2 separate regions of the Zea mays genome follow, and region 1 is linked to region 2. Evidence: chromatin contacts called from public Hi-C data. All regions are on one chromosome and are shown on one strand. The core of a region is the stretch at or near the end of the contact, and the rest is flanking DNA. Distances in the headings are between cores, read along the strand shown. Region 1 holds the start of LOC100278360. Region 2 holds the start of LOC118476306.

Region 1 (4,109 bases), core at 215-2,714, 150 kb after region 2:
TTTAAAGTATAAATCTTATGTCACTCCAAAGGACGAGGCTAAAGTTAAGACCGATGATGTTGGCCACATACTTCTAACTTATCGAAAGCGTGCAAGGTCTGTTGCCATGTATGGATTTATGATTGGTTGCTTTGTTTTCTGTCCATAATTAGTTGATATGGTGAATCGAGGACAAATGAGTAAATAACACAAACTTAGACATATTCTTATCATGTACCTTTGTGTAATTTGGTGCTCCAATGTACCAGATTCTAAAGAAAACTTCATTGATAATATATGTGTTCTTTTTTATGTAATTGGTGTGCGCTCACATTTTGTTGAATATTTGTGTGCCGTCGCAACGCACGGGCACCTAACTAGTCCTGATATAAGAGTTCTACGGCCACTGCATACATTGCAAAACAAATTGATATGTTCGCTCTGTTTTAATATAGTAGTTGTTTTAACTCTTAGTTTTTATGTCTATATTCAAATAGATGGAGATAAATTTAGACACATATAAAACACATATATCAAATATTGTATGAACCTATTAATTAACTAAAACGAATTTTAATTTAGAATGAAGTGAGTATAATTTTTCTGATCAAGAAGCAAACAAAGGGCAACAGCCGCAAGACTTCATCATAGCAACAGCATAAGTTGCTTATGTACACTCAGAACCCATCTAGACCCCACAGGTGTTCTATTTTCCTAAATCAAACATATGTCTTCTACCTGTATCACTTTTAGTCCATATTTACAGACCCGCGCGAGGGCGCGCGCTTACCGCTAGTGGTGCAATAATGGGGCTGGAGAAATCGTGTAGTACACGGAGACGACCTTTGCATATCTGAATCTGAAAGCACGACTGCCATTTTCGGCTGCTTCCCCTTGCTGGCTAAAAGTAAAAGTAATCTTGGCAAGTTCATCTGTAGACATGCATTGTACACTGCCATATAAGCCTGTTCGTTTGCTCTTAGAAGAATCCTCGCACGGTTTACTGTATAAGAAGCAGCAGATGGCTGTGCACTAGCTTCAGCGAACAGGTATGTGAGGCTGTCAATCCGTTGGCATTCATTCATTCTTTCAGAAAGCAAAGTGGCGACAATGGTTATCAGATGAACAGCAGAGTTAACGATCGGCTTCGCTCTTGTATGGCGAGACCTTGTTTTTGGCGACTACCACCTGCCGATAAAAAAAGACGATCGGGAGAGCAGGCACTCGTGGCCAGCCTTGGTCTCCTGGGATATGGATATTATCCGCTCTGGGAGTTCCGCAGCCTCTCAAATTCCGGCGTTCTTCCACATCCACTCTTTTCTTCGTCCCGAGGCCCGGCCGGCCCCCGGTGGCCCGCCCGATCACGAGGCACCCATCCGAACGCTGGCACCTGGTCGCGCCACGTCTCCGCACAATACCACATCCACATGGTGACCCCCCCCCCCCCCCCCCCGGCTGTCTCTACCCTCTCCTCCTCCTCCAGTCCTCCCTCGCTCTTCCTCCTCGCGAAACGACGCGGAGGAGGTTGCCGGTCAGGCCACCGCCGCGCCCGCCCGCCCGCCGGAGACCCGGTCCGCAGCCAACGCGTGACGTAGGGAGGACACGCAGCCATGGCCACTTCCTCCTCGTCGCTCACAACGCTCCACTCCCGCTTCCTCTCTCCCACCCCTTCCTCGCCCTACATGGCGGCGCTGCCCCGACGGCGAAGGGCCGGAGCGCGGTACCCTCGCATCCGGGCCATTGACCTCGACCAGAACACGGTACGCTACGGGTGCCCAAACCGACCGTGCCCTGCCCTTGCTTGATTCTCGGCGGAGTCATTTGATTTCCCGGTGCTTCTAGATTGTGGCCATTTCGGTGGGCGTCGTCAGCATCGCCGTGGGAATAGGTGTCCCTGTGTTCTACGAGACTCAAATCGACAATGCCGTGAGTATTCGCCACTTTTTAAGTTTGTTGCGACCCGTTCGCTCTTCACTGCACAGCCTGTTGCCGTCCAAGTCGTGTTAATTAGGCTGGGAGTTAGCAGCTAAGAACATTGTTTACTGAGACTGGAAGATCCAATCTTGGGTGAATTTGCCACTGTTCTGTACGAGTATTTATTACTGTTTTAAGTCATAAAAAAGGTTGCAATATATTTTTTTCCATGCAGGCCAAGAGGGATAATACACAGCCATGCTTCCCCTGCAGTGGTTCTGGCGCGCGTATGTGATGATCCTGCTCCTTACATAGCCTTATCTCCTTTATTCCAATTCGCATTTAAGGGTCTGTTTGAATAGAAGAGCTAATTGATAGCTACCTAAAAACTAGCTAAAATTAGCTCTAATGCATTTAAACAAAAGAGCTGTTTTTTAGCCATGCCTTTAACTAGTTGTTAGATAACTAGGTAGCCAATCTTAGTTAATTTGAGCTAATTCTAAGCCCAACTAGTAACTGGCAACAACTGCTGTGCAAGCAGTGCTTCTAACTAGCCCTAGCTCATACAACATTGGTTGGACAACCACATGGCTGAGTGAAACACACAAAATCTGGTAATGGGACTGACTCGTTAAAACGAAAAAACCATGGTTATATCCAAGCTCCCTTTTAATCAAAGAAGCATCTTAGAGTGTATTTGTTTCCCTTCTATATTATATAAATTGAATTATGATGGAAGGGTAAAAGTGTAAAATACCACTTTGGAACCACAAATAAGCTGAAATAAGCTAGTATTTGTGATACCAAAGTGGTAATTTACCCTCCTACCATTCCATCATAATCCAACTTAAATAATCTAGGAGAAAAACAAACATACCCTTAGTTCTGCCCATGTACTATTTTATTTTGTTGACCTTTTAATATTTTGCAAAACAGTAGGAAGAGGACTAGGGTGAAAAATTATGTGACATCTGCAGGGTCTGAAAATAGGAACAAAAATTTAGTAATGTTTGCTACTGCAACCATGCAATGTGTCCCTGCACCTCTACCTTTCATGGCCACATCTATACTTAAATATGATGGCATCAAGGGAAAAAACAGATATCTATTGTTCACTTATTCTGCAATAATTAAGTTGGTACTCTGGTAGCAAAGCTGTCATTGAATTTCCCGGGAAATGACAAACATTCACCTGTTTAAAACACAATATTAATAAGAGCCTTGAACCAAAAGGACTTGCAAGCTATGTGCTTCTGCGAATTAGACAACTAGCCATGATGGAAATAGATAATGGGCTGGGCATGGTGGTATGTTGCACAAAATGCATACAGTACTGCCTTGTAACTATGCATCTTCTCTTTTTCTTCTCTAAACAGTGTCCAATGGTTCTGAATATTGAACTGAATCTGTTGATTTTCCAGAGGTATGCAGGTTTTGCAGTGGAAAGGGCATTGTTACTGTAGTACTTGGTGCAGGCGAGACTGAAGAATCGCAGTGTGTCAACTGCGAGGGCATCGGCTCTTTGACATGCACTACATGCCAAGGCACCGGAATCCAACCACGCTATCTTGACCGCAGGTAATATGCTTTTATCTGAAACTTTTGCATGTAAGCGTCCGTGTTACCTTTTTGCCTGACATACATTAACAACTTCTGAGCAACATTATCTATATTAATTGAACTTCGAAAATGGACCTGTGCTTAAAGTATATCTATATTAATTAGGTGAATCTCATTCATGCATGAGGTCCTTTGTGTAGAGGCAAATTTGCGTAACACAGATGGTTCATATTGTTGAAGTGAATGATTTAGGAACCTGTCATGTAGGGGACTTTTCACTGTGACTAGGGGTGGTAATGGATCGTGATCCAAATGGTTCTTCACAAAATGTCAAGACCCTAAATAAATTATAGTTCAAAAATGACTAGAAATAGAGTCCGATCCTAACCCGATTCGATCCTTAAATCTTATAATGCAAAATTTATAGCTCATTGTCAGCCCTACCTGTGACACTTCTCCATGAGAAGAGAAAGGTCCTGTATATTTTCCTTTCATTTCGTCAATGTTTTGGCCAAACAACGTTCAAAATAAATGTAGGCAGGATAAAAAATTTGTCAGAAGGAGATATCTAATGGTTATTTGCTTTGGATTGGCTAATCAGGGAGTTCAAGGATGACGATTGATGAAGGTTTTATTGCCATCTTTGGTAGTATATG
Region 2 (4,293 bases), core at 1,560-4,059:
CTCACTTTTGTACAATCCATCTTAAGAAAGTACTTACAAGAATTGAGATTAAGTCGGCCAGTAACCACCTAGTCATCACTCTATTCATGCCTCGATTGCCTCACGTGTGCTTTTCCAGCATGTGTGATCAGGTCGAGTCATGCTTAGTGCTAAAAAAGTGGATTGATTGTGAAGCCAATGGTTGTTGATAATCTTCACTGATGTTTCCTCGAGTCTCCATTGGCATCATTGGACTTTGATTTTCTGGCTAACACAAGTTAACTGTGATGTTATTCGACATTCACATCTGTCTCGTGTGTTATGAACTTACCGTGACCACTTGTTGGTAAACCTCTTTCTGTGTGTTTTACTCAAGAGGTTGCATCTGATTCTGTTTGGGTAAAATCGCGTATCTACCGCTCGCTCAACAGACTCAGATAGTACAATGTCATCAGAAAAAGTAAACTGCACACAGGAAACCTTATGTGTCCTTCTGGAAGACATCGTCTCTATTGGTGGACATTTCTAAATTAGCCTAAGGCGATACATGTTATGTCCACTAGAGAAACGATATCCTGAGACACTCATCTTTGCTTGGAACTGCCTTTGTTATCGCTGATATGAACATGGGTTACATGCTTCTCTACTCTTGAAATTCTTTCGCTCCGAATCTCGGGACGAGATTCTTTTAAGGGGGAGGGCTGTAACACCCCTGGTGTTTATATTCCGCTCAACAACGAGTATAGATTTAAGCACGTAATATCAGCGGATAAAACGGATGCTAAATTTTAATCATCTTCGCTTATCATGATTTTAATATCGCAGTTGTTTTGTCTGTCATGAGTTCAACATCATTTTTATCTATCCGGGCTCTTCCTAAATTTTTGTGATGTTCAGAACATAGTTGTTCCGAAAATCGGTGAGTCTGGTGATTATTTAAATTCATCGCTCGCGCGAATACGAATTTGGAAGCTCGATCTATTCTTACGATTTTTATTCCGGGCAAATTAGTTGGAACTCGACGACTAAGCTTTCAGTGTAAAATAATTTAATTCCCTTTTGTCATCCGTGACATTGCGTCTATGGATTTTTAATTAAATTGTTCTCTAACCGAGTGTTCGAATAGCGAACATAATTCATCTAAAACCAACTGAATCAAATGCAGATTGAAATACCAAAGTCGAAATCCGTTTAATCCAGTCCGTTGCTTTTCACCTCGATCTAAATCTTCAAAAAGTAAATTAATAATACAGATTCATCTGATTTCAAAGTATTCACTAACTCAAACCATTTTGCAAGTACCGTTGACCCATATTATTATGATCTAACCCACTTTATCACTAAAAATCTGGAACCAAAATATCTGCGATTTTTTGGTAAAAAAAGAGAAGAAATAAAAAAAAATCTGCAGCCGTCGTTATCCTTTTCTTCCCTTTGATTTTTATCCAGCCAATCCTATCCATCCGGCCGCTGTGTGTGGTTGAAAAATCTGCCGCCGCTCTGGGCCTGTAAATGGGGTGTTTGATTTGAGGAATCACTTCATCCAAAATGTGGTGGTGTATTATGGGTCCATTCTTTAAATTTGGTGGGATAACCTTATTTCTCATATTAGTACTAACTAAATAACTATAAGAAATGAGGTGATGATGGATCAACTCAATGTATTCCACAAACCAATAAAAATGAGGAGTGAGAAGACGATAGACTAGATTATTCGTGACACCAAACAGCTTAAAAATTCCCCGTGAAGACTTACCTTCTTCCCTAGCCATCTCCTCTGGCGCTTGGCTTCCTGCTCGTCGGCTTCTCTTCCTCCGCGCCAGGACCTCCCTCCGAGCTCGCACTCAGTGGAGCTCGATCTCTGCCGCGCGTTGCTCCAGATTCTTCCGCGCCACGGCCCTTCCATAGCTCCCTCTGCCCAGCAGCTTCTCTCTCTCCCGGAGTTTCTCCCCGCTGTCGCGCGCTCCTCCCTGCGTCGCGCGCCGTGCTCTGTGCACGTGCCCATCTCCCTCCGTGCCGCGTGCCCAGGTGCCTGTGCGCCCCTCTCCCGAGTCCCTGGCCAGCTCGCGCCCTGCTCCCTGCGCCGGAGCTCCCTTGCCATGGCCACACCCCTCAAGCTCCTGCGCTGCGCTGGGCTCTCTGGCTCTCTGCTCGAGCGCGCGCCTGCTTCCTACGCCACACCAGCCGAGCTGGTCCCTGTCTCCCATGGCTGCTGAGCTGCTCCCTGGTGCTTGCCTCTCCCCGTTTTGGAGCTCGTCGGTGCCACCTGAGTCTGGATCTCGTCATGCCACTGCTCCTATGCCGCGAGCTCCAGCTCGGATTTTGCCCAGCCTCGGTGCCGGTCCTAGCTCGGCCGACCGTCCTGCTCGCCCATGCCGCGCGCCGCTTCACCTGCTCGGCTCTGTCCAATTCGACGCCCATCTCCGCCTATCCGCGCCTGCTGCTCGTCTGCTGCGCGCGTCGACTTCTTGCACGCTGATCTCTCTGGCTCGCCTCTGCGCTCTCCCGTGGCCGTCGAACTCGCCCAGCCCGATCCCATGCGGTAGCACGCGTCCATGGTTGCGTTCACCGAGCTCTGGTTGTCGAAGTCGTTGTGCTATTGTTGCTTTAGTTTCTTTGTCCTCGGTGGGGTGTGGCAATCGTGTCCACATCCACGACATCGCCATCTGTGTCCCTTCCATCGTTGTCGAGGTCCTCTGATGGTCACCGCGCCCCTCAGCTCGCGCAGGTGGTCCGGCCACTCGCCCTCGGCCTCACCTTCATGCCGCAACGCCATCGGCTCCTCGTCCGGCTTTAACTTCACCGTGGCCAGCAGCTTCAAATCTGTATAGCGTGTCTCCGTACTCTGCGTCATCGCCATCGTGGTTCTTGGAGTTCGTCGTGACGCGCTGCTGATGATCTGCGTATAGCGGGAGATCTTCGCAAGTTCACACAGCTTCGTGGTAACTAATTTTGATGGCGATCCACGTTATTTAGCGCTATGTTTGTTTCTTTTGTGTGTTTTTGTGTGCAATCGTGGAGGGAGATTTGATGCTGAAGCCGAAGCCAGCGCGATGCTTCTTGGTTGTTCGATGAAATGGTCGAGTTGAGTATTAGTAAACTATATTAGCTACCTCTGTTAGCAGAGCCATTAGATGGATTGGCTAAGTACGTTGATTTGATCATCTTGTTTGCCGTATAACCATAGTGGCGGTGTTAGATATTGGTTAAACTGCTTCATATATACGGGGTATGGTTTAGTAAATATTGTGAAGAATAAAATTGGTATACCAAGTGATTAGCCGATTACTCCTGTTGTTATGGGTCGTATTAATATATTTAAGTAGTGAAGTGATATCTTGCCATACTAGTCGTCGTATTTTGTATTTGTTACCCGGGTACCTGTCATATGTACGTGTTTGTTGTTACCCAAAATGGTTAAATTAGAATCATCAGCGTATCCGCAGTTTAGTTTAACTATGATGAGCTTTTTGGCTATCCTTGATAGTTAGCATGTATGATAGGTTGATTAGGATATGATCGATGATTTTCTTATCTATTGATTGGTGTGATGGTATATTGTATAAAATATGTTTGGTAAAAATATATGTAGTAATATGATTGTGTTAATAAATTATAAAGGAAAATAGAGCGTGAATATATATATATATTATTGTTTTGCGATATATGAGCTACCTTTGAATAGGCTGGAAAAGCGTAATTATTATAATTAGTCATATATCACTAGCAAGTATCTGCTAAATGCTTTGTTATAAGTGTTGCATCCTTTTTAGTGTAGATTATCATCTTATACTATTTATACTCATGCTCATGCATGTGGACCGTGCATTTCATGAGGTACGCTAGTTGATCACGTGACACGGAAGACGACCCCAAGTCGACCTCAGGATAATGCAGAGATTGGACATCTCCGCAAGACGACGTCGTCAGTCGGACCAACCTGAAGATGGACAGACGAAGCAAGTATCAGAACAAAGGCTGATCGTCAAGTGATCGACGTCTAACAAACACTAACCTAGTGTTTCTTCCAGGCAAGCTCTGCTGCATTTGCCCCTTCCTTGTGTTTTAAATGCTTTTTCACCTTATCTGATGCATTAGGTGATAGGAGTTGTGTGATAAACAATTGATGCATTACCATTCCTTGGAAACTCCTTAATCCTGGTTTTATAAAAAGAACTGATAATGCTTAGCCCTGCTTAGAAACTGAAAAATCATTTGTTTTCAAAAAGAATGATTGTGGAACATTGGTTATGGTCCTTTCGTTTCAAAAATCAAAGCAAACTTATGGTGATGATTCCACTTCGGTCGGAGTGG

Evidence for each region. A called contact is a pair of places that touch in the nucleus more often than the background predicts.
Region 1: a contact with region 2 is called in a Hi-C map of bundle sheath, with 2.9 times the contacts expected there. The contact joins the promoter of LOC100278360 here to the promoter of LOC118476306 in region 2. A contact is called at or near these places in 4 of 25 Hi-C or Micro-C datasets (bundle sheath, ear, leaf and 1 more).

The regions. Positions count from the first base shown.
Region 1 is chr2:44,991,688-44,995,796 of Zm-B73-REFERENCE-NAM-5.0, forward strand. It overlaps LOC100278360, which reads left to right and starts at 1,465. Exons shown (of 5, transcript NM_001151661.2): 1 at 1,465-1,739; 2 at 1,822-1,905; 3 at 2,129-2,180; 4 at 3,315-3,471; 5 at 4,055-4,109. The coding sequence starts at 1,590. The coding sequence ends at 4,076.
Region 2 is chr2:44,843,443-44,847,735 of Zm-B73-REFERENCE-NAM-5.0, forward strand. LOC118476306 reads right to left here and starts at 2,810. Exons shown (of 2, transcript XM_035965263.1): 1 at 1,736-2,810; 2 at 1,200-1,485. The coding sequence starts at 2,080. The coding sequence ends at 1,435.